7 separate regions of the Mus musculus genome follow, and all the other regions are linked to region 2. Evidence: chromatin contacts called from public HiChIP or PLAC-seq and promoter capture Hi-C data. All regions are on one chromosome and are shown on one strand. Each heading gives the region's core, a stretch centred on a gene start, on an enhancer-like site or on the middle of the called end of the contact. The rest is flanking DNA. Distances are from core to core; before and after follow the strand shown.

Region 1 (3,582 bases), core at 394-2,893, 1.4 Mb after region 2:
AGCAGACTCTTTTCCATGATCATAGATTTTAAATATTTACTTGCTTGTACTGCATAATTTAGCACACTGGAGTCGGAAAGGGGTTTATATGGTAGTGGATTCCTTGCCAGTGTTAGAGAATAGAAAGTCCCTCTGTGACTCCCTTGTGAGACTGTAAAAATGTAAGGCATTACCGTTTCCTTTTCTAACCAATTAAAAAGTTTGTTTTACCATAAATCTGCAGAAAGCCTCTGCTTGTGGTATACATATAATATACCATACTTTTCTATAGTTAGCATATAAATCCAAGCCTCGGTTCTCATGGTTTGTTAATATAGTATGACAAAAAATTAAAATACAGCCATTCTGGTAGCACATGTGTGATGGTAAATCTCGGTGGTCAGTTTGACTACATCTAGAATTAATTCAGACCAAAGCTGCTGGGTACTGTAGTGAGGAGTTTTCTTAATCAGATTATTTGAAGAAGAAAGACCCACTCTAAATTTAGACCACATTTTTTTGGTAGCAGTCCAAATAAAAAAAAGGAAGGAAACTGTTCTACATCCATTTGCCCCACCTTTGCTGGCAAGTTTATTTGTCCAGTTGCTGCCAGTACTAAATCCAATTTCTTTGGAATTGAAATGAAGACAGTGCTCCAGGAATCTTCCAGGATCCAAGTGCCAGAATGGGATTTCTGAGACCTGTAGCCTCATGGACCAATTACCAGAGTCTTGGCCTTTTCAGTGTGAGACAGCCATTGTTGAACTACCTGGACCACATCCTGTAAGCAAGTCTAATATACACTCCTCTTATCAGTTCTGCTTCTTAGAGAACCCTCATACAAGTCCTTATAGAAGTTATGAGAAGGACAGCTTGTGAGATCTGTGCTATCTCCTCTCCAAGTCATCAGAAAGTGTTCTGCATTTCAAAATATGAAACAAACTATCCAAGCAGACAAAGGAGCAGATACCTTGTTATCTATGCTAATAAATGACCCTCTTGTTGTCTTGTTATACCCCTGTCCGGCCCATGTGACTGGTGAATAAATTGCTCTAGTAATTAATTCTAGGCAACTGTTTTCATGAGACTAACATGAAATAACTTTCCCAGCGTCCTAGCACAGATCTCTTATTCCAACACTAGGGGATTGAGAGAAGATAATGAGTTCTGGGTCAGTCTGGCTGTATTGCAAGTCCCTATCTTCAAATAAAACGCCACTCAATTCTAATCGTGAAACAGTTAAAATTCAAAGAACATATTTTGTATTCCAGAAGGCGTTCATTCTCTCGATGTTTAACTGTTTAACTGTCTGGTAGCAGAGATTGTTGATTTTTTTCCCCCTTGTAGTTTCTGCTCTTATTTCTTATGTATTGCTCCAACAGTCTGCGTTACTGAAAACAATATATTAGTAGAATTACATGTTGACATCATTTAGTATATCTCTCCCGATTTTTTTTTTAAAGGCAGGTCCTGTACTGTAATTCTTAACATGAATCTGAATGTGAAAACTGAATGCTCCACCAGGATGTAATCAATACCCCATACCACAGCTTGCCTTGGAGTAGACAGACTGTTAGTCTTTTAATCCAAGTGGGCTTGGTTTTAAGGACCCAGAGCTCTGTGCATGCTGGATCTTGTAGTCCCGAAACCGCAGACGCTCACCGTGCGTGGCGGGTAGTAGCTGAAGTCCAGTAGTTACAGTTACGAGGGACAGCTGTAAATCTAACTTGGGCCTGCCCCTCACAAATGAACTGCTCTAGGCTCTGAGCTTGCAGCCCGGGAGCTTAGGGTCTCCGACAGGGCTTCCTGCAGGACCGCGGCCTGCGGAGGCTTCGGTGTGCTGTGCTACGGTGGCCGCGCGGGGCCGCGGGCCGCACGTCCTGCGGTGCGTACGCGCTGTTCGGAGCGGCTGCTGGAGCCGACGCGCGTCTGGTGTGGGGACTCCTGCGCGGCTGTACAGTTATCCAGTCCCGTGTCGCCGAGGGGTCGGCTCGAGGCTGGCGGAGTGGAGAAGGTTGGAGCTTGGTGTTTGTAGTCTACGAATGGCCGGTTCTGGGGGCGGCCCTGCCCTTGGTGCAGACCCGTGGCCAACCGTCTGGGTTCCTGGAGGGTTTTGGAGCCTCTCTCGATTCTGCTTCCTCCTGAGGGTTATCTTCTGACGACTCCTCCTCGCCCTTTGAACTGTAAGCCTTCCAGTGGCCGGCTGTTCTACCCTTCTTGACCAGGAAAGGTTTTCTCCCTAGCCGCCGTATCCCATTGACTCTTCCTTGTTTCTCTTCATTTAAAACAAAAAGAGTGTATGTGTGGGAAATGTTAGATCTCAATCTGTCCGTCTGTAGCCCCGTTGCCCCTTTCGTTGTTTGAAACCGCAATCTGTAGCATTATATACCCTGGCTGTGCTAATAACGCTGACTTCATAGACCGGCTTTTGCTCATTCTCACATGCCCACCCACATCTGAGGGTTATTGAAGTTGGAAACTCAGACTACAATCTTCCGTGCGATGACCCGACATCACTGGGTCAGCTCAGCATAACTCTGCTTGAGTTTATTTTCTTAGGGTTTTTGTCGTATATTTTTGTTATCTTTATTGATTACTTTTCCACACGAGGTTCATTGCGACCTCGGGGCTAAGACTGTATTATTTTATAGCTTTTTAATCTTTGAATTACTTAGGTGAAGATTTCCTTCTGTTTGTTTACCTTTTCTGACCTTACATTCCCTTGGGAGTTTGGAATTGATTTTGTGTCAGTTGATAGCAGATAGACACAAAGGAGTGATCTTTCCTGCCTGCTGCTTGTGGCTTTTAATTAGATTATGAGTCTTTGGAAGTGCCCAGAGGGATTGGAAAGGTTTTGAAATGTATTTTCGGAGTTTCAAATGATAAAGCTTTTATTTTTCCAACTAGGGAAGAGTTCTAATTAGTCTAGTGTCTGAAGCTAATTAACTGGTTCACCTGCCATAAGAATTTGAGAACTGAAGTTAAAAACTGGGCAATGTGAGGGATTGTCTACATTAGTAAAATGAGTTTAGAGGCCCCCTTAATTGATGCTTTTTCTATAAAAGGGGATGCACATATATTTTAAAAAGAATATTTTGTTATGTGGGTGTTTTTCTACACATATGTCTGTTCATCATGGGTATGCCTGCTGCCCCCTGAAGTCAGAAGAGGGTATGTGATCTCTAGGGACTGGAATTGCTGATGATTACCTTGGGTGCTGGGAATCGAACCAAGGTCATCCACAAGAGTAGCCAGTGCTGGTGACTGCTGAGCTAACTCTTTAGCCTGGATACAAATATATTGAAAAATGTTTTGTGAAACTCTTTTTTTGAAGCTTTGTTCTTAGTAGTCTGATAGAATTGGTTAATGCTTTTGTATTGCTATTTGCTAATGTTATACACAGAGATATTTGGTGTCTTATTTTCTGGGAACCCTGTAATTTAAGTGACTTTCCCAGCTGCCTTTTTAATTATTGTGTTGCAGTGTTTCTAATACTTCTTTGTTTTGTTTTGTTTTGTTTTAAAACAGTCTAACCACACAACCTGGGCTAACTCAACTCTTTCTTCCCACCTCGGTGTCCAGAGTGCTGGGTTTATGGGCGTG
Region 2 (3,120 bases), core at 532-3,031:
TTGCTTAGTTTGGGAAAATGGACGTTCTAACTAAAGGTTGAAGCTATTACTTTCCTTCAATCCTTAATATGTAATCGGAATAATATGGATTCCAAGAATATTCAAGAGCAGGGGGTGGGAATCAGGGGGAGAAGAATGGATTCTTGAGCATTAGCCCTAAACGGACTAGAGAACAAACAAACTTTAGACTGCCGGCTGTCTCAGCAGAACATTATATTTGGCCTTTTCTAGTAGCAGGCTTACCCACCTAGAAAAAAAAATCTGAATGAAAGTGATCATACCCCCTCACTTTCTTCTGTCGGGTGGGCATGCCTGCAGACTCTAGTCCTGTCATCTCCACCAGGGAGCGGATTCCCAGTCTGTGTGCCAGCGTCGGAATCTGGGGAGTTTTAAAGAAGGGTAGGTAAATACAGAAGGCTGCAAAACTTCAGGAGGGAGAGGAGGAGGAGAAAATGAGAGTTTGGAGGAGACAGGTATACTTTTTCCCCCTCTAGAAGAAAAGAGAGTCTAGAGAGAAAGTGTTGAGTTTTTTTTTTTTTAAGGAAGAAAGAAAGAAAGAAAGAAAGAAAGAGAGAAAGAAAGAGAGAAAGAAAGAAAGAAAAGAAAGAGGGAAGGAAGGAGGGAAGGACAGAAGAAAAAGAAAGCTGGAAGAGCAGGCTTGTTGGCAATGTGCCAAACCCTAAAACCACCCCCCCCCCTTCTGCCAAAACAATACTTTAGCAAACCTAAAATAATTGCAGGAAGCTCTTTTCCATCTTGAGAACTATTACCTGGGGAAGGGAAAAGTTGGGATCCACAAAGACGCACCCTTGAAGAGTGTGTCTGGGGAACAGGGACTCAGATGTTAGTCCTGGGCTCCCATTTGGGGATACAAACATATCTCTTTCCTAAGGGGGCAACCCTTTCACAGTTTTCCTTCTCAGTATACAGAAAAATGTCCCAGCTAAACCACTGTTGTTTCTGACGTGACAGAACTTTTTTGGGCGTTTGTGTTTAAACCCACCAGCTCCTGGGTTCTGGGAGAGAAGAGCGTTCGCTCATGACTCTCCTCCTTGCTTTCTCCAGACACCTCCTCCCCCGCAATCTGGGGAATCTTTGGGGTGATCTTCCTATCCCCCCCACCCCCAGATTCTGACTGCTATAGAGTCGTAGCTGAAAAGTTAGCAGGCTTTTGTGCATATTACCTCTCCCGACGATACTATTCCCATAGAAAGCTTCGCAGGAGAGATTACAATGCTTTTGAGCTTTACCGCATTTCAGAGGAAGGGAGGAAAAGTTACCTAGAAGGTCTGATTTTTTACAAGAAATTTGCATACATGCAAATGTAACGCGCGCCCTTCTCTGGGGTTCCTAGGGAGCCCAACCCGCGGCCCACGGGGGTGCGGGGCGCCCCGACAAAGTTGCCCCAATCCTCTCCCGACGTCCGCGGAGGGCTGCGGCGCGGGTGGGGGGATGGGGAGGAGGAAAAGTAGTTTTGTTTGCTTAAGCACATCCTGTGGCAGCCTATAGCCGCCCGGAGGACACGCTGAAAAAACCGCTCCGCGCCGCGTTCCCGGGGACCGCGCCGAGCGGGGCGGGGGGCGGGGGGCCGCGGGAGGCAGCGAGCGCGGAGCGAGCGGCGGGCGGGCGGGCGGCCCTGCAGGCTGGGGACCGGTGTCAGCGCCGCAGCCGCCCCTCCCCCACCCGGCTCCCCCCCACCCCGCCCCCCCACCCCCACCCCACCCCACCCCCACACCCCCGCGGCGGCGGCGCGAGCGGGCGGCGGCCGTGCGGTGCGGTGCAGAACGCGGCGCAGGCGGGCGCGCGGGCAGCTCGCGGGCACCCGGCCGGCCGGCGCGGGAGCGGGAAAGGGTGCGCTATGCCTTTAACGCCCGCGTACAGTAGACAGTATAGTGGAGTGTAGGGAAACTCTAGGCGGGGTTAAAGTTCAGCGCGTGGAGCGGCAAGAGCGCTGGCTGCTGCAGTTGAGCCGAGTTGGAAATGTGAACGCAAGAAGCAGGCTTGATTTTTTATTCCTCCCCCCCTCCTAGCTCTCTCCTCCTCTCTCTCCCTCTCGCACCCACACTCACGCACACCTCCAGCCCGCACACAGACGTGCACGCACCCCCCGCCGCCCGGCAGTTATGTATTCTCCGCTCTGTCTCACCCAGGTAAGCAGCTGCGGGGGCGCGGGGCGGCCGTGTGCCTCGGCGGGAGCCGTGTCTGCGCGTGTTTCTGTGTGTGCGCGCGCGTGTGCGGGGGGGGGGGCTGCAGCTTTAAGAAAGTAACTTTGTTTCCATGCGGGTGCATTCCTCCTGCTCGGCCATTTGTGTGGGCACATGGCTAATGGCGCCCTCTTATTAATGCGTTAATTAATATCGGGGCGCCGGACTGCGGAGCTCCGCCGGGGCTTGCGGGCGCCCCGCACGTGTGTCCGCGGCTGCAGCCCCTGACACGCTGCAATCTGGACTCTGGCGGCTGCGGCGCGGAGCGCGGTGCCCGCGATTCCTCCGCTCCAGGGAGGGGCGGCTGAGCCCCGCAAGCCCCGCACGCCGGCTGCACCCGGGGCGCCCTGGCTGCCGGGGTCCTCCCGCGCCGCCGCGCCCCCCGCCGACGCCCCGAACTCTTACTTTTGTTTTGTGCCAGCTTTGCGGGCCGGCCCGGGCAGCGCCCCTCGGACGCGGCGGGCGGGCAGTGCTAGCCTTAGTCCGTGGGCTGCGGAGACGCACTCCCCGCGCCGGCCCGGGACCTTGCTGTCCTTGCCTCCTGCCCGCGACCCCCAGGCGAAAGTTTCGGGGTCTGGCGAGCCCACGCCGCGGAGGCCACAGAGCCGCCAAGGCCGCGGGTCGGGCCGGGCTGGGCCGCTGCGGGCGGAGTGGGACTCCGGCTCGAGGGCGAGCGGCGGCCAGGGCCCGAGTCGGCTGCCCCGCCGCCGCCGCCGCCTAGGCAAGCCCCGGGCGGCTCAGCCAGCAGGACCCGGCAACTTTCCCTGCAGCCCCACTCGCGGCGTGGGGCCTGGTGCCCCTCCGCCTGCCCCTCCTGCCCGAGCCTCCCAGCCCATCCCTCCCGGTCGAGTCTGCACCAGCAGCAAGGAAACACTGCTATTTTGCGGCTCCGGATCTGGTCCCGTTTGAATATATT
Region 3 (3,398 bases), core at 586-3,085, 1.1 Mb before region 2:
GTTTTGAGGGTTAGGTGCATCTTCTCTCACTGAGGCCAGACCAGGCAAGTTATCCAATCTCAAATTGTCAGCCCTAAGCACATGTAATAGAAGCAATACTAAATTGAATCAGTTTGTAGTGGGGGTGTGTGAATGCACATGTATGCATGAATGTATGTATGTATGTATGTATGTATATATGTATGTAAGTTTATATGAATGCTTATATAGCAGTAGAGGCCAATAATTAGAAAGGGATTGAGGGGCATGAGAAGATTTGTAGGGGAAGGAGAGAGTGATGGAAAGGATATAAAAATTATTCATATATGAAATTCTCATTTTTTTAAAAAAAGATATAATAGAAGCCCTGGTAACCTAATGCATTGATTTATATATGACTTTCTCTAGCTCCCTTTGCATTTTGACCCTCCCTCCTGAACTTGAGTCAACACTGTAGGAGAGAAGCAAGATTCCCATTTTCCTTCCCCCTATCCCTTCTTCTTTTCTGCCAATAAAGGACAGGCACAGGGAGCAGAGTCATCAATCTACATTCTCAATGTCCACAGGGAAAAGAGAGATGGATTTTGGAAGAACAAATTGGACTTGTCTGAGAGAACACATAGTGAAGAGTCACATCTCAGAAGGTGTCCAAGCCCAAGGAAGCCCAAGGAATCTCTGCTTAGAGCTGGCTCCTTGAAAGCAGAAAATGAGCTTCAGTTATAATCTTCTGGGGATTGGCTAACTAACCAGAACTTTGGAATTCTGATGAGACAGATTCTCAGTCTAAATCTCCCTTTGCAAGAACAGAAAACTGTGTGGGATAGTAGTGTGTGGGCTTTAGGGATTGGTACCAAGTGCCAATTGCTCTTTACAAGATAAATCTCCCTTGGCCTTTGTCAGAGCTCAATCTGCCTATGAATTTTCCTGGACTCTATCCTCAGAAGCACCATCTGCTAGTGATTGTCCTACCATCTGACCACTTACCCTTTGTCAATTGCCCTCTTCTGGGCAACCCCACTACCAGTTGGAGTCTACCCATTGTCCATTTTGGAAAAACTGAGTCTGAAGAGCAACAAAACAGAAGGGGGAGAGGGAAACAATGCACTGTGTAAAGATCCAAGGCCAAGATGTGATGTGGGAAGGCCTGGAGTCTTTGCTCAGAACCTGGGGCGGGAGCATGTGGCCAAGCCAGAGCCATATTGTGTCCCAGGCAGCCTGATGGCTCCACAAATAATATTGATGCCTTTTGTTTGGAAACTTTTGAGGCAGCTTCCCACTTTCCAACAAGCCGTGGTAAATGCTGGGCCCTCCCCAAACCACTTTGCCTTTTGCATGGTTTCTGGCCAACTGCGCAGGCAGATGAGGCCCCTCAATGCTAATGAGGGAAAGGGCTGGCATTCCTGAGTCACCCAGCTCTGGGAAGCTCGCCTTTGTTGCTAAGGAGCATTGGAACTGTAGCTGAAAGGCTCATAAAGACAGAGAGGAGAGGGAGAAAAGAAAAGCACACACTTGTTTCCAGAACTTCACAGTTCCCTAGATGGCACCAAAGCTCTCCAGTTTCTGATCCCAATTAGAGTATCACCCCCATCTTTATTGTTCCTCTTAATGATCTTGGGAAATTCTTCAAGTTAGAAAACACTTAGCAAACTTTGGACTATTTTATCACTTTAGTTATGCTTTTGTGTCTGTGAACATACCACCTCCAGGTGGCTGAGAATGCCTTGTTACTGGCTCAGAGGGGTATGGAGCTGAGAGAAAGCAGCTGGGGTTTGCTAATGTTCATGTGTGGGCTCCATTCAGTAGGTGTTCACCAGTGACCCACATGGTCAAGGATCTGGGCATTGGTGCTGATGACAAAGTAGAAGAGGCTATGTTGGATTTGCTGCCAGTCTTGCTGGACAATGAGGCCATTCATACAGGGGTGTTGTACTAGTTGTTTGCTGCCAGTGTGGCCTACATAGCATTGCTGGACTTGGAATTTACACAACAGTTTTTCACTCCTGGCTTAGTCACTCTCACTAGGCCTGTTGGAACCAAAGTGATTTCAGTAGTACCCTGAGCTTCAGTTTTTTCAACAGTAGAATGGGCATAGTAATGCCAACCTATTTTGTAAAGTAAGAGAAGCAATTACAGGTGGGAGGATAATGTAAAAGGCAGTTTCTGCTGACCAGGAAAGCACTCTGAAAATGATCCAAACGCTAGTTTCAATATCTGGAAAAAAACTAATAATTAGGCCTGTTGTGAAGGGAAGAATTGTATAAAAATAGAGGATACTTGTTTCCTCTGTGGTACTTCTCTGTGGCATTCAAGATACACTGCTAAGCCATTGATGCAATATCTCATTTAATATGAATGGAATGGTGTTGCTCTACTAAAAAAGTGAGTTGCTCAAGGCTATATGGTATGAGAGAGTCTGATCCAGCTGAGAAAATGCCTCTATCCTTTATTCTCTTCATCTTTAAAGATGAAGTTTGTGATCCTTGGAAAGTTACTCTCTCTCTCTCTCTCTCTCTCTCTCTCTCTCTCTCTCTCTCTCTCTCTCTCTCTCTCTTACACACACACACACACACCACTGTATCATCTCTAAAAAGCTTACTGCATACTGTCACCCACTTAGGAAGGTCCTACTGCAGGAAGCTTATCAACCAACAGACACTGGTCTTTATTTCTCTATCTTTATTAGAATTCCACAGTGACACATAATGAGTATTCAATAAGCCACTATCTGAAAATAATAAAAAACAACAAATGCCACAATGACATTTTGAAGTGTAATGACATCATAGCATATTACTATTTATGTCAATTTGTTGGCTTCATAGCAGACCTCCTATAACCTCTACTGTCACATTGTTACCTTAATAAATAATCTTCTCTATGGATTTAAATTTTATTTCCTTAATTTTTACTCATATAAAAGTAATGAGTATACTCTCATGATATATATACAAGCAGACAGATAAGCATACAGACAACCTCCAAACCAAGATTCCCTTCTTGCCTAAATTCTAACCGTGCTGTGACCATGTAGTCTGACTTTATGAAGCATGACCCTAATTCAGAAACTTCACCCCTGCCTCTGAGGCCTCTTTGTGATTGTCCATGTATTCACCCCCTGCTTTGTTGACCATTGGTTATAAGTTCCCATTTCCCCTTGTCATTTGGAATTTGGGCCCAAGACCTTTCCTCTAAGGCATAAATCCCTGAAAGTAGTCCCTATGATACCATCATAGTTATAAATAAAGACTGTTTTATTGTTCTTTTAAAAAATGTATATTTTATTAATTCTTTGAGAATTTTATACAACATATTTTGATCATATTTGCCACAATTCTTTCTGTAATTCCTCACTGATCCATCTTTCCCCCATACTCTCCCACTTTTTTCTCCCTTTATTTCAAAACAAGTAATACAAAGAC
Region 4 (3,089 bases), core at 97-2,596, 1.1 Mb after region 2:
CAGTTTAATTTCGGTCTTCAGTAGACTGTAGATCATGGAGTACATTCCCTTCGCTTGTTATCCCTACCATGCTGAAAATAGTTCAACAGGGCATTAAACAGGGCAACACACACGGAGGGCACTAAACAGGGCAACGCACACAGTGGGTACTAAACCGAGCAACACACACCGTGGCCATTCAACAGACCAACTCACGATGGGCATTAAACAGGGCAACGCACACAGTGGACATTTAAAAAACAACAAAAAAACCCCACTTGAACGGATTTGTACTGAGTTCTCATCAGCTGTAGTACCGCACTGTGAGATCATCTCACAAAAGACAGAGCATACAGAACCAAGCCCAAACCGGGTGAGGCTGTGCGGCTGCCTGTGGGTCATTCGGTACCGGCTCGCGCCAGAACCCGTTGAAGCTCCAGCCGCGAGACCAGCCTGAGAACTAAAACCCTTGTGCAGCCTGCGAGAGGGGAGAAGGACCCGAGGCTCCAAGGCGTTCGGCTGTGCACTGTCTAGCTAAGGCAGTGCTCATTCTTAACGCACAACTTGAGATAGGGTGGACCGCGGCTTCCTCGGTAAACTGGACGCCCAGCGGGCGCCGAGCAGCTAGCAAAGCGCATCAGCCATTTTCCGAGCGTCTTTGGTAACCCTTCCGGAGAGGGCACGCCAGGAGGGGGAAGAAAAAAAAAAAAAAAGAAAGAAAGAGGCGGGCCTGCACCGGGGCCTCGGCCCAGAAGCCACACCCTCCGGGCTCGCCACCTCCCCATGCTAACAAAACGGAAAGCGGAACCCTAACCTCGGCAGAGAAAGCGCGCACTGGAGCGCCAATGAGCTTGCAAAGAGCCGCTCCAGGGCGCCGTATGCTCTCCCGGGATTGGCTGGGCCTCGTTCCTTGTACTTTTTTTATTGGTCAGACTGTCTTCTCTGCCGGCTAATTGTTTTATTCGTATAGGTACTTTTTGATTGGCTCTTCCTGGTGGGGCGGAGGAATGAGGTTTTGGAAATTGTTCAGCCTGGATTGGCGCATTTGAGCACCTGAGGAAGGGGCTTGTCCCAGTCACTCCCTGTCCCATCTCCCGACCCGTAAGCTCCCTCCCCTTCAACTCGCGAGTGCTAATGTTTAAAAAGAATTAAAAAAAAAAAAAAAAAAAAAAAAAAAGAGGGCGTGAGCGAGCGAGTGAGCCTCCTGCGCGCCAGCCCGGCCTCCTGCGCAGCGCGCGCCTCTGCGAGGACCCGCGCGAGCTGCCCGTGCCGCTGCCTGCGCTGTTTAAACTGCAGAACCCGTTAGGCCCCGGGAGGAACTACCGTTCCAGCTGGTTCCGGAGCCGAGCGTGCCGGGGGCGAGGGGCGGTCGCGCGGCGGCTCGCGCCTTTCGCGCCTCTGCAACGTGGAGAGGAGAACCGGCACTTTCCGTGGACGCCACCTCCAGCCGCGACGCTGGCGCGGGCGGGGGTTCACTCGCGGGGGTCCTGAGACTGAGGAAAACGCGCCAAGTTCCCCCTCGGCGGCCGTGCGGGGACCCTGCGGCTCGGGAGCGCCGCCACCGCTGTGCGCCCGTAGCCTTCCCGGCCGGGCTGCGCCGGGGATGTAGTGGTGCCGCGGCGGGCAGGACCGAGCGGCGGCCCGGCTCCCGCTCCGCGGACGAATGGTCACTCCCCCGCGGGAGGCGCCCACCAGCGATCCCTCTCCCGGGACGGCGGCCGGGCTCACCTGTCGCGCCCGCACTCTGCCCGGCTGGTCTCCCCGGCGGCGGCGCCGCGGACTCGCGAAGGGCCATGACCGGGTAAGGAGCGCCCGGGGTTCAGGGCCCGGGGCTGCGCGGCAGGTGCTGACGGTGGGGAGGGCCCCTTAGGCTCGGGCTGCGCTGCGAGGGACTGCCGGCGGGCGCGGCGACCCCCGGGGTGGCACACCCAGGACCCAAGTGCCCCTCTGCCCACGCCTTTCGTAATGGGAGAGGCTGGCCGGGAGAAGAGATGTTTGTGATCGCAGTGTCCTGGGTCGGGGCTTGCGAAATTTTACCGCGCATTTTCTTGACTTACAGTTTCTCCAGAAGTGTGTACGGCGCCACGTGTCTTAACCCTGCGCCCAAGAGTTTGTTTTTATTGTTTCACGTTTTTCTTGAAAGAAGAGTTGAATCCTATCATTGTACACAGATTTGAAAAGTAGTGGGACTGAGGATTCACGGTGTCATTTGGTCAAGAAGACTTAGGGCTAAGTTCATTGTGCGAAGCTTGGGTTATAGTTCTGGAGAGGCTTTTTTGACTGAAAGCTCTGAGAAGGGACGTGGAGAACATAAGATTGGGCACCCGGGAAAGTGTCGCGCTCTTGGTGACCATCAGTGCTGGCTGGCTGTTTAGAGGGTCCCAGATTGGGTGGCTGGCCGAGATGACGGCCGCTGTTTGAGCTGGCTGATGACTTTTCTCTCACTGGCTCCCAGGAAGACACCTTTCCGGAGTCATTAGTGCTTGGGGGAAGTCTGACAGTTTTGCGAAGGCTGGTTTATCATTCCTAACAGGTCATTTCATCAAGAACATTTAAGGGGCCAAGAGACAAAAATTTAAGTTGCAGATAAGATGGGAAATTTTGCCAGTTGTCCAGTTTTTCCTGAGTTGGTTCCCAGAAATGGTTTCCCTGCAGTGTACAGTGAACTGGGGTGAAATGTTTAGGGGTAGAGTTTGAATCAATTTGTGTGTACCTCAACTACTTACTACTTGGGTACCTATATTTGAAACTCGTTCATATTTTTGGAATATTGGAATAGAAGGATTATCTTTCTTCTAGATGTTCCAAATAAAAAATAAATTTCTATAAAGTATCACAGGTATTGCCGTATCTCTCTTCCTCCCTCCCCCGCTCCCGTTTAAAGTTTTACCTTGAAACTTCTAGTCACATAGCTTAGAAACAATTGGAGCTGGGTGTAGCTTGGCCGTAGGACTTCCCACTGGGGAGAAGAGGCTGGCAGGTAGATTTTTGAGTTCCAGGCCAGCCAGGGCTACACTGGGAGACCCTGTCTCAAAACAGAGCATAGTTGGAAAACTAAAGTATATTGTAATCTTTAGCACACATGAGACGGGCAAGTTTTTCCGACCTCT
Region 5 (3,471 bases), core at 781-3,280, 1.0 Mb after region 2:
CAGCACGTGCATTCACTGCGTGAGGACGTGGAGAGGAGACAGGCAGCGTGTGCTAGAGGAACCACCTCAATTGTAATGTGGAGTGGCACACAGCAGTTGCAGAAGGCCAAGGGAGGGGTAGGAAGGCGGAAATGAGGCTAGCAAGGTTGGCAGGGGCCAGGTCCGATGCTATGTGGGCACCCCTCCCCACCCTACATCCTCTTTCCCCGCAACATGGATCCAACTGCACAGGACTGGATGAGCCACCACTTCCAACGCTATTTCCTTGAATGCTGAGCAAAGGTTTTTGCAAGCTTCGAGTTGGATGTGACAGCAGGAAACAGCATGGGGAAAGAACCATTGCTCTGAACCCTTAACAAAGGTGTAGGTAGAAAGCTCCCATCATGTTGTTTTTCTCTGTGCATTTGGCCTAGACAGGGGCCTCTAATAGGCCAACATCATGACTGAGAAAGGAAGACACACACTGATTAGCCCAGTCAGTGGAATGCAGAGCTAAGGGCCATGCCTATAGGGCTTTTGGTTCTCCTCTGCAAACAAAGGCTTTCAGTTCCTGCACAGGACTTGCTGCTGGGCAGGGTCCTCTCATAGGCTGCTTCCATCTGAAAGTCAATCCACCATCTAACCAGTTAGCTTTCAGCCTTCATTCTGACGCTCAGCCCATCCCCAGTTCTCAGGGAACCCAAGTTTAGAATCAGAGAACGCAGCAGAATTCTACACCAGAGTGATGTGATTCACTCCGTCTTGGTCATTGGACAGCAAGCTTCCTGAAGCCAGTGCACGGTTCTGTTTACCTTTGTATCTGAAAACCTTGCCTGATATCTGGTTCTGAACTTTTTTTGTGTGTGCTTTTTCTCTGGCTTTTACATCATTCCTACAACACACTGTCCCTGAGACACATCACGCCTCCTTGAGGTAGGAGGCTGGACTTTAAGGGCAATGCCAAAGTGGACCCCACTTCTGCTTCCTTGGGAAGCAACATGCTTTTCTGTGCCCTGTCTTGAGAAGCTAAGGAGCCCAATTTGGTTTACTCAGGTAGGTCCTCCGGGATTGCACTTTAAACTAGAGATGCCTTCTCTCTTGGCTGTAACCCCATCACTGGCTGCAGGTGATTCTCCCCTGGTCCTGTTTGCATAAGACTTTGCACAAGCCTCAGAGGACATCCTTGAAATGGAATAGCCTCTTTCTCCTGGAAAATGCCCACCCTGGTCTTACAAGTCTGTATCCCAGGATGCTTGGGAAGTAGTAGTCTGGTTTTCTGCAGCCCAGGGTAGCACGATGAGAGTAGGTTCCAGCCAAGCGTAGAATGCATGGACTTTTCAGCTCCTGTCTGTAACTGGTCAGTCTGCAGCGACAAAGTTCTGGGGTCAAAGATTTGACCTTAAAGAAGATGGGGAGGGGAGGAGAGCTAACCAAGAGGCACATGGGCTTGGCAAAGTATCCTCAGCCAGCGCCTAGCACACAGATGCAGGGCAGCCCTCCTCCCTCTGCCCAAGGTCGCATCCCATCATAGCTCTAGAAACTTCACCTAGGAGGAGGGAGGTGCGGGCTGGGGAACAGGCGCGATGTTTTGCAAAATGAAAGAGACTCGGCGATATTTAAGGTAGTCCTGTAAGCCAGCCGGGAGGCGCCCCCAGTCCCGTAAGCTGCATCCAGGACCGCAGCGTCCGTCTGAGGACAGCTGCGAGGGTCTGCACCACCTGAGTCTCAAGGACGACGAGATCCCCCTTCTACGGTCTCCCTAGTACCCAGAGCTGGAAAGCAAGAGCGGGTACCCTCCTTCCCCGACCCTCCGGACTCCCGGCTCAGGCTGCCGCAGCCTCTGCAGGGACGCGGCGCTAGCAGGGGTCGCGGAGCGCAGCGGGCGCAGCCTGGGTCGCGCGGGGCGTGTGTCCGGGGCGAGAGGACGCCAGACCACTTACCTTGGGGAACCGCGGGGTTCTGGCAGGAAGCGACCGCTGTGCAGGAGCAACGCGAGCTCCCACCCGGCTTCGGGGTGCACGCAGCTGCAGCTGCACGGTCTTCAGTGGCACGATCCTCCTTCCTCTGCACCGTCCGCGTCCGGCACGCACCGCGCGCCGCCGCACCCTGCTGTCCCGGGCGCGCACACCCTCCGGGCGCCCTCAGGTCGCCGGGCTGGGCCTGGAGCCGGGACGCACTAGCTGTGGGCACACCTACCGCGCCAGCTGCGGGACTGGGAGCGCAGGAGCCGGATCCTCGCCGCCGCCACCCGAGTCCCCGCCTTCCTGACGCGGCGCGGGCTTTGGTGTATAGGAAGGGGCAGAATTGCGACACCGAGGGGAGGGTCTTAGCCTTGGACAGAGTTAAGAAGAAAAACTTTTGGAAAAGAAACCAGAAAAGTCTCAGCCTGTGTAAGGCGCTTTCCAGATTTCCCCAGGGCTCCCCCGTGCGTTTTTCTAAGTTTGTCTAGACTCTGGAGTCTAGACGTTTCCGTCCCCACCATGGTGGAGAAACAGTATCAGACAGGGTAAGGGTAATAACTGCCCAAATCAGAACACGAACCAAGGCCTGACAACTGAGATCCTGTGAGCAGTGGGGTCCTAGCCCCAGTGTGGGGGTGTGAGAGTCGTTCACAACAGGACTTAGATGTCTCCTAAGCCATTTCCCTTCCAATTTCCTTCCAAATCCATGTTTCAGCTCCACATAAAAATCCGTCTTCTCTTCATACACCCATCTCCACAGCAGCTTTGTACCAATTAAAAGTTACTAAGCTTGAATGGACAGATAGCTAAGGACCACTTGGGCCAACACCTGGAAAGAGAAGTGGAGTGGTTTCTCCTAACCCCTCACAGAGAGGACCAACAGAAGGGGGAGGGAAGGAGATGGCAGCTGGCAGGTATCCAGAGTCCAGCTGTGACCTCCCCTGGCCCACCTTCCTAGAATCCATGCCCAGAAAGCAGCCCAAGGAGTTTTATTTTTGACATCGTGACCCAGATGGGACAGATAATTTGAATCAAGAGACATTTAATTTCCGTTTCGACAGAAACATAGTTATTAGGATGACTTCATTTCCACGAAGCTTTCATGATAGCAGTAACAAATGGGAATGATGGCCTCAGTGCTGGAGCCCAAATAGGAGTTGGGGGAGGGTCTGTGGCCCAAGGGAGAGCAGCCTCAGACTCTGCCTACTAAGGCCTGCTGGGTTATCCTCATCCGGTGAAAGGAAGGAATATGACAGGAGCGGCTCATTTTCCCAGAGAAGCCAGAAACCCAGACATTTAAGTGAGGTCTCTATTTTTTCCGACACCTCATTTTTAAAATGCCGCTCTTGCAGAGGACCCAGGTTTGATTCCCAGCGTTGGAATGATGGCTCACAACTGGTCACTTTAGTTTCAGCGTACCATACTCGTACTCTTCTGGCCTCCTGGTGCATTAGGCATGTATGTTCCTGGAGCACATACATAAACATACAATGCAGGTAAAATATTCAGACATATAAAATGAAAAGGAATG
Region 6 (3,393 bases), core at 654-3,153, 1.1 Mb before region 2:
ACAAAACATAAACAAACAAATAAACAAACTACTTCCTGACCATGTTTGCCTAAGCAGGAATGTTAGGTCAAACATATGTATCCATTTGTGAATTTCTCCAACCCCAGGTGACTTTCTGCCATGGAGCTGCAGGTACTGCTTCGAATAAATCTTTTCTTGCTTGCATCTGGTTGTTCACTGATTCAGTTTCTGGACTTTCTGAGGCCAAGGTGATAGGAAGCATCTCACTGCTTGGAATCTTGAACCTGGGTCTTACATCCTTAGCGAAGCTGGAAGAATGCTGAAGCTGAAGTAAGCTGTCAGTGAGGATTCCATAGCAGGCTGGGGCAGGGTCGGGTGGCATATTTATTGGTTGGCACAAGAAATAGCAGCGGTGGTCTGTAAGTTCCTGCTTGCTTCGGGACCTCTGCATGGTGTGATCACCCATCTCACACCAAGCTGGAAAGAGTTCCAAGCAGAAGCTCTGTTGTGAAGCCTGCTGTTTTTGGTCATCTTGCTTTGTTAATGAGATCAATGAGAGTTCTCTCTAGTTCTCTAAGTGATTCAGTCCTTTTCATAGATTTCCCTCTATGTCCACTTGAGGGCGCTGGAACCCACGTTACCGAGCCTCGCAAGAAACTTGCTCAGGGATGCTCTGAAGCCTTCCAAAGGGGCATGCTCCAGATGGTGGCAGGAACCCTGACAGCCTGTCTATCTATGAGAGTCTAAATGTGCTGACTCGCTGAAAGGGAAACCATAACTCCCACTTAGGAATCCCACAGCACGGGTTTGAGCCCATTTTAAAAGAGGCATTCACCAAGCTGGAGGGAGTGGATCGGTGGGAAATAATTGGAGGAGGGGACACCTACCCAGGGATCTGGCACTGGTTGGTCAGAGTGAAGACAGATTTGGGGAAGTGGGAGATGGCGCTGCCTTTCCGAAGGGCTTTTGTTTGGAAGAGGAACTAGCTTCATTTTATGTTTCCTGCGGCTGAACTGGAGCCTATAAACAGTATTCTCTTCTCAATAGAGAAGAACAAGGAAAGAGAGCCAGCAGCGTAGCTGAAGCAGCAAGCTGGGCTAAGACTGTTTCCAGCTCACCCATGGCCTGCTAATGACACCACCTTAGGGCTCGACAAGCCAGTAAACTAACCTTTAACTGTCTCCTAAACTCAGTCTTTGCATGAAGCAGTCTCAACAGTGTCTCCTGAGGATGGCTATGGCGACCCAATAATTTAAATAAAGTGTTCAGCATAGTGCCAAGCAATTTTACTTATCTCTATTTTCGAGAGCACAACTAAAAAATAAAAATGTATAACTGACCCTGAAGACCTATGGTGGACTCCCATTAAAGGTGGCTGGCTCTATGCACCCAAGAATCTGTAATTGATAAGTGTTCCTACTCCTGCTTTGCAAAGGGGGCTAAAGCAGTGCTCAGAGAGCCTAAGAGATTTGCCAAAGTCTCCAGACTCTGAGGTAGGCAGGCTGAAAGCCCAAGCCTGGTTTGTGTCTTCCTGTGGCCCCAAGCCAGGACACGCCACTGCCTGTCTGTGTCAATGCTAGGTCTTCACCCAGAGGCCCCTAGGTCTGGTGAGCTTTTGGCGGGTTTATTCATCATACACAATGGCGCAGGGGCACATATGTTGCGCTGGCAAGGCTGGGCATATTTTCCAATGTCGGGGAAAGCAGTGGATGAATGAATAATACAGGCAGAGAGATCAACAGAAGGGGCAAAAGGAGGCCAGGGCCATATCAGCTCCCCTGCCCCCAGCAGGGCAGCAGAAGGCGCAGCTGGCGAGCTGCAGACTGGTGCTCCAGTCCAATCATCTTGCCGCTGGATTTTTGCACAGCTTTCCTTCCCCATTCTTTCTCGGTTTTGACACTTGTGATTATTACCAATCCTGGTGGCGCTGACGCACAGAGTGCAATGGTTACCATGGCATGCTTAATAGCGAGAGCAGATGTTTGGCAGGGGAGCACCATGCATTCTAAATACACAAGGCGAAAGTCGGTGGAGGGCGTAATTGATTTGCTGACTGCAGTGGGAAGCCAGCCCATGCCTGCTCAGGGCCAGGGCACCCTACCACACATCCTTGCTTTAACACTGCACAGTCTCATCATCAGCTGACCTCTGGTAGGCCCCTGGCTTTCCATGTTATCAATTCCCACCTGCTCGCTTGTCTTCTGCAGTACTTAACACCTGCAGCCTCCCAAACAAGCTGTGTCTGGTCTGTCTCCCGTCTGGGCTTGGCACAGCTGTTCCTACAGCTCAAGACGAGGTTCCTTTGTCTGCTGAGCAACACCCATGCAGACCCCAATTCTCAACTCAATCCTCTGTGTGTCTTGGTTATATCTGAATCGCTGAAACTGCTTGCTTTCTTCGTGGAATTTACTGCTGTGTTGTAGCTTGCTTGACTTCTCTCTGGGTAGAATGGTAGTTTCTTGAGGTCAGGAACTATGATATCTGTAAAAACAACAAGAGCAATAAATAAATAAATAAATAAATAAATAAATAAATAAATAAATAAATAAAACACTTGACTTTAATTTAAAGGGGGAAATGACACCAAATTAAACTTTCATTCATTACCATCAGGATCGAGTTTCTTGCGAAACGCTGTATAACCGGTAGCAACACCAAGTGGTGGCCATGGACGCACCCCCTCCCTGTACACAGGCTAGTTATCTGTATGCACAGAACCATTTTCTATTCCCCAGCTTCTCCTAGAAATCTGCAGTCCTTCTCTCATCCACCTCTAGGTTTTCCAATCTCATCTGCCAGTGAAGACGCTTCTTGATCATTACGCAGTTTCTTTGGCATACCCTCCCAAACATGTGTGCCCACTTCTTGCTTCTGCTTCCCCAACACCTCGTGCTAATTGCTTTCTCATTGCTCTGACAAAATACCCTGACAGAAGCAACTTCAAGGAGGAAGGGCTCACTTTTGCTTGCAGTCCAAGAAGAATATAGCCAATCATGACAGAGAGGCATGGTAGTAGGTTTGGTGGCAGGAACAGGATAGCTATAGTCTCATTGCACTCAGGCTTAGGATAGAGTGAGCAGGAAAATGGGGCCAGTCTTAAGTCCCAGTCCAATGGCTCACTTTCTGTGGCAATGCTCTTCGTCCTTTTTCTTTAACAGCATCATCAGCTGAGGGTCAAATATATGAAACATGAGCCTATAGAGGACATTTCACATTCAAATCAGAAGGTCCATCCCTATCGCTTCTCGGCCTTTTGGCTAAGATCAAGTGTAGAAGGTCCATCCCTGAAACTTCTTCAGTCCAATGTCAAAGGTCCCTATAGTCCCAGGAAAATCCCAGCACTGTTCAAACATCCAAAGTTTCATCAAAAACCCAAGGCAGTCTCTCAACTGTGACTTCCTCTGCCATTTATTTTTTAAGAATTGCATACTT
Region 7 (3,292 bases), core at 471-2,970, 1.3 Mb after region 2:
AAAGCTGGGTGGCAGGAAAGGCGCATGGCCCCACTCTTCCTCAACTTCCACTCGCAATCACTCATCACTGCCATGTCTACCTAAACGTCTCCTGCAACAGCACAGGCTTCATTTCCCTGCCTTGATTTTGTAACTTCCAAGGCTAGCCTGACTCACGTTTGAGGCTGCTTTCCACAACAGAGTCTGTTTTCTGTCTTGAGACTAGTTCCATCTGATATCTCCATTCACAGAGAAGAGGCACTATCTATATTTCATACCTTACCCTCAAGGGTGTACTTACTTTATGAGATATAAACTCTAAGATCTATTTAAAAGAATTGTACAAAATGTGTCCTTTAATGGCATGCCTTAAGACCCCAAAACAAAAACTCATACTTTCCAATCCCAATTACAAATGTTCAATGATAATATGGACAATGCACTATTAAGTGCTTTATAAAAAAAATGACCATTTAAAATTCACGACAACCCAATAAGCTAGATACCATTATTACCATTTTTCAGATGAGACAACTAACATGCAAGAGAATTTCAACAACCTGGTGAAGGTCCCGATTTTAAAAACACTCAGTATTGTAATTTATCTTAGTCTACCAGTAGCACCCATATTCCTAAGAACTTATTTAAGAAGAATATGAAATACATATTTTAAAACTCAAAAAGGGTTCATTTACATCTGATCTTAGCCAAAGACAGAGATGCAATGAGATGTTAGTTTTAAATGGGAAAAAAAAAAAAGTGTCCCAAAAGCCTTAACATTGTGGGGGTCCGGAAACTAATAAAAGCTTTTCTCCAACATATCCAAAAACCTTCTACAAATATCAACAAGCTAAAAAGATTCAGAACCACAGAAATATATACAGCCATCACAAAATTTCATCTGAATGTTGCCTTTCTTTAAGCCTAAGTCGCAGAAATAAGGCTTTAATGAGACAACAAACAAACAATGCCTAGTTCCTTATCCATAAGTACATCCCATAGCTAAATTCTACAAACATCCTTCCATTTTTTTATCTGGACAGGGAGGTAAACTGCTGGGGAACCTTATCCTCGGTGGGTGGTTTACTCCTAGGCCCACGCATAAAGCCCAGTGCGGGTCGGGTCATCCATCTTCCTCTGGGGCCAGAGAAAGAACGCCCACCGAGCCCACGGGTAAGTGGGGTGCTCCCATGTCCCGCAGCCCATAACTTTGCACTGCGGCCTCAGTGTGCCTGTGCAGGCGTGGGTGCGGAGCCGCTGGGGCGGGCGGGGCGTCCGGGGTGCTGTCAGCGGTGGCGACGGGTGCGTGAGCGCCGTGGCCTCCACGCCAGTTCCTTTTGTTGGGGCGCCCGGAGCCGGGGCGTGGGCGTGGAGCGCCGGGGAGGACGCGACTGCGGACACAAAGAACCGCCGAGCTGCCGCACGCCCTGCGGGCCTGGCGGGGCGCGGACTGCAGGCCCGGGACCGCGCGGCAAGGCCCGTGGGCCGCGCCACACCCACCCTCGCACCCCGGGGGCCCGGCCGGGCTCCCCGCCGCGTACCTGCTGATCTTCTGAGCGAAGGCGCGGCGCTCCGCCATGGCTGCGGCGGCGCGGGGCTGGACGCGGGGCTGGACGCGGGGCTGGGCGGCCTCCTCCTCCTCGCGCTCCCGTTCGCGCTCCCTCCCGCGCGCTCGCCCGTCGGCTCTCCGGACCCCACCGCGAGGCTGGGCCGGCCGCTGGAGCGCGGAACCAGGGTACCGTAATGCGCCGAGGAGGCGCGCACGAGGAACCTCTCTCTGCCCCCGCCCCCGCCACCCCCCTTCGCCTCGCGCGCCAATCCCGGCTGGAGGCCGGGCTGGAAGGCCGCCGGAGCCCGCGGGAGCTGATGCGACGCCGGGTGTGGAACCGGGCCGCGAGCCCTCGCTGCCCTGCCGCCACGACCGGGAAGACCCACGACGGGGCCGTGACCGTAGCCGCCGAACGCGCGCGGGGCTGTGCTTTCCCCAAAGGGAAGGTTAGGAAATGGAAAGGGCCTTGCGGCTTGGTTCCTGCAGCTCCTGACTCCAGGCAGTTTAAAGCACCTTTCTTGCACGCCCCGACCTCGTGAGTGGGGTCTAGCTGGAGAAACAATGGCTCTTCTTTGTAGAAAGAACTCTCCCACAAAGGTGGTGTGATAATCGCTGATTTGTGGTGCATGGCCAAGCTTACACGCATGATCTTACTTAATCTCCACAACAGCTCTTTGAAGTAGATTTAGCTCCATTTTAGAGAGAAAAAAATTGTCTCAGAGAAGCTGTGACTTGCCCTTGGTCACACATGGCAAGCTCCTCCCGTGAACGTGAGACCCAGAGCCCAGGCCCTTTTCTCCAAGAACAGTTATCCCTGTAAAGAATTCTCTTGTGAGTCCTTTACAGTTACTCTGGCATTCTCATTTCATATGTATGCGTACATGCATATCCATCAGATGAACTGTTTTCCATCCTTTTGATGTTCTATAAATAGAACCTGTGTCAGTCTTGTTCTAATGCATTGGGTTCTGAAATTGTGAAACTAAGAAAAATCCTTTGGCTTCTTGTGACACCTTCCCTCCTAAATGTTTTAAGAATTTAATATACCTTATTTGCAGTTACTAAATGTCCTCTGTATCCTTGTGGAGCGTGTTAGATTGTCTCTCACCATAGCGAAACCTTCAGCTTGAAGCCTGGTCACTTGCCCAGTCATACAGAACAGAAAGCACTCATTAAGTGGGTCCAGGACTTCCCGTCTGTACCCTAACCTGGGTTTGAACCAGGTGATTGGATGCCTTTAAAACACTGGTTTACGGTGAGGATAGCCCATTCGAGGTGGGTATATATTTAACATGTACTTAAATGCAGGTATGCTAGAGCCCAAATGTGAGCTAGCTGCGGTTCTGTTTTCAGAATATTTGAGTCCATGGGGAAAGATACAGCTGCTCCAAGTCTAACTTTGCTGTAACACTGTTCCAGACCTTTCCATTGTTCATGATAGAAACCCAGTTGCTTTCTGCCTCCTCCCCATGTGACCTTGAGCAAATTACTTAAACAACCGGAACAGTGTTACTTAGTTGCAAGCATAGTGTGAAGATGCACTGAATTCAAGGTCTAAGTGTGGGGTCTGGGCTGCAGTGGGTACCTACCTAGCTGCTACAGTTTCCTCGCAGGTGTTATCAATATCCATGGTATACTTGACTTTGTCCTTGGTGCTTCAGAGTCTCTGGATGGCTTGTCTGCTTTCATGCTCCCAGGCAGATGTTGTAGGCCTTTATCTCTGCTTGACAAACATCTTCTCAGTACTCTCTTAGAGACTGAGCA

Evidence for each region. Promoter capture Hi-C pulls out the DNA fragments that hold promoters and counts their contacts. HiChIP or PLAC-seq counts read pairs in DNA pulled down with a chosen protein or histone mark. Capture Hi-C pulls out chosen DNA fragments and counts their contacts.
Region 1: a contact with region 2 is called in a promoter capture Hi-C map of adipose tissue, with 2.5 times the contacts expected there. The contact joins the promoter of Atg4c here to the promoter of Nfia in region 2. A contact is called at or near these places in 6 of 39 promoter capture datasets (the C10 cell line, embryonic stem cells, hippocampal neurons and 2 more), 1 of 115 datasets of contacts at active chromatin or transcription factors (embryonic stem cells) and 2 of 9 other capture datasets (adipose tissue and embryonic stem cells).
Region 3: a contact with region 2 is called in an H3K4me3 HiChIP or PLAC-seq map of neural progenitor cells, with 30 times the contacts expected there. The contact joins the enhancer-like site here to the promoter of Nfia in region 2. A contact is called at or near these places in 3 of 39 promoter capture datasets (hippocampal neurons, pre-B cells and second pharyngeal arch cranial neural crest), 3 of 484 Hi-C or Micro-C datasets (cerebellar granule neurons, stem cell-derived neural progenitor cells and stem cell-derived neural stem cells) and 10 of 115 datasets of contacts at active chromatin or transcription factors (craniofacial prominence, embryonic forebrain, embryonic hindbrain and 6 more).
Region 4: a promoter capture Hi-C map of pre-B cells shows a contact between it and region 2. The contact joins the promoter of Usp1 here to the promoter of Nfia in region 2. A contact is called at or near these places in 10 of 39 promoter capture datasets (the 3T3-L1 cell line, the C10 cell line, cranial neural crest and 6 more), 4 of 484 Hi-C or Micro-C datasets (B cells, CD4 T cells, embryonic stem cells and 1 more), 5 of 115 datasets of contacts at active chromatin or transcription factors (astrocytes, embryonic forebrain, embryonic stem cells and 2 more) and 2 of 9 other capture datasets (adipose tissue and liver).
Region 5: a contact with region 2 is called in a promoter capture Hi-C map of embryonic stem cells. The contact joins the promoter of Kank4 here to the promoter of Nfia in region 2. A contact is called at or near these places in 2 of 39 promoter capture datasets (cranial neural crest and embryonic stem cells) and 1 of 115 datasets of contacts at active chromatin or transcription factors (embryonic stem cells).
Region 6: a contact with region 2 is called in an H3K27ac HiChIP or PLAC-seq map of stem cell-derived neural progenitor cells, with 26 times the contacts expected there. The contact joins the enhancer-like site here to the promoter of Nfia in region 2. A contact is called at or near these places in 5 of 39 promoter capture datasets (cranial neural crest, hippocampal neurons, maxillary cranial neural crest and 2 more), 5 of 484 Hi-C or Micro-C datasets (cerebellar granule neurons, cortical neurons, stem cell-derived neural progenitor cells and 2 more) and 10 of 115 datasets of contacts at active chromatin or transcription factors (craniofacial prominence, embryonic forebrain, embryonic limb bud and 5 more).
Region 7: a contact with region 2 is called in a promoter capture Hi-C map of cranial neural crest. The contact joins the promoter of Dock7 here to the promoter of Nfia in region 2. A contact is called at or near these places in 3 of 39 promoter capture datasets (the C10 cell line and cranial neural crest).

The regions. Positions count from the first base shown.
Region 1 is chr4:99,192,291-99,195,872 of GRCm38.p6, forward strand. It overlaps Atg4c (autophagy related 4C, cysteine peptidase), which reads left to right and starts at 1,644. Exons shown (of 11, transcript NM_175029.3): 1 at 1,644-2,162.
Region 2 is chr4:97,775,845-97,778,964 of GRCm38.p6, forward strand. It overlaps Nfia (nuclear factor I/A), which reads left to right and starts at 1,782. Exons shown (of 11, transcript NM_010905.3): 1 at 1,782-2,150. The coding sequence starts at 2,124. It overlaps Gm38709 (a long non-coding RNA gene), which reads right to left and starts at 1,579. Exons shown (of 5, transcript XR_003955232.1): 1 at 1,185-1,579; 2 at 282-379.
Region 3 is chr4:96,717,931-96,721,328 of GRCm38.p6, forward strand. No RefSeq gene overlaps it. Among named protein-coding and RNA genes, the nearest start is that of Cyp2j5, 56 kb to the left of the region's middle. Within about 2 kb of position 1,836, at least 60 of the 459 cell types and tissues checked have an H3K27ac peak or open chromatin away from gene starts, as enhancers often do. A contact at or near this core is called in embryonic limb bud, forebrain, neural progenitor cells and 3 more, where this site is marked.
Region 4 is chr4:98,922,464-98,925,552 of GRCm38.p6, forward strand. Usp1 (ubiquitin specific peptidase 1) reads left to right here and starts at 1,347. Exons shown (of 9, transcript NM_001301414.1): 1 at 1,347-1,780.
Region 5 is chr4:98,815,507-98,818,977 of GRCm38.p6, forward strand. Kank4 (KN motif and ankyrin repeat domains 4) reads right to left here and starts at 2,031. Exons shown (of 10, transcript NM_172872.3): 1 at 1,920-2,031. I0C0044D17Rik (RIKEN cDNA I0C0044D17 gene) reads right to left here. Exons shown (of 3, transcript NR_151512.1): 3 at 2,969-3,471.
Region 6 is chr4:96,696,153-96,699,545 of GRCm38.p6, forward strand. No RefSeq gene overlaps it. Among named protein-coding and RNA genes, the nearest start is that of Cyp2j5, 34 kb to the left of the region's middle. Within about 2 kb of position 1,904, at least 47 of the 459 cell types and tissues checked have an H3K27ac peak or open chromatin away from gene starts, as enhancers often do. A contact at or near this core is called in cortical neurons, embryonic forebrain, forebrain and 4 more, where this site is marked.
Region 7 is chr4:99,119,205-99,122,496 of GRCm38.p6, forward strand. It overlaps Dock7 (dedicator of cytokinesis 7), which reads right to left and starts at 1,721. Exons shown (of 50, transcript NM_001369286.1): 1 at 1,521-1,721. The coding sequence starts at 1,558.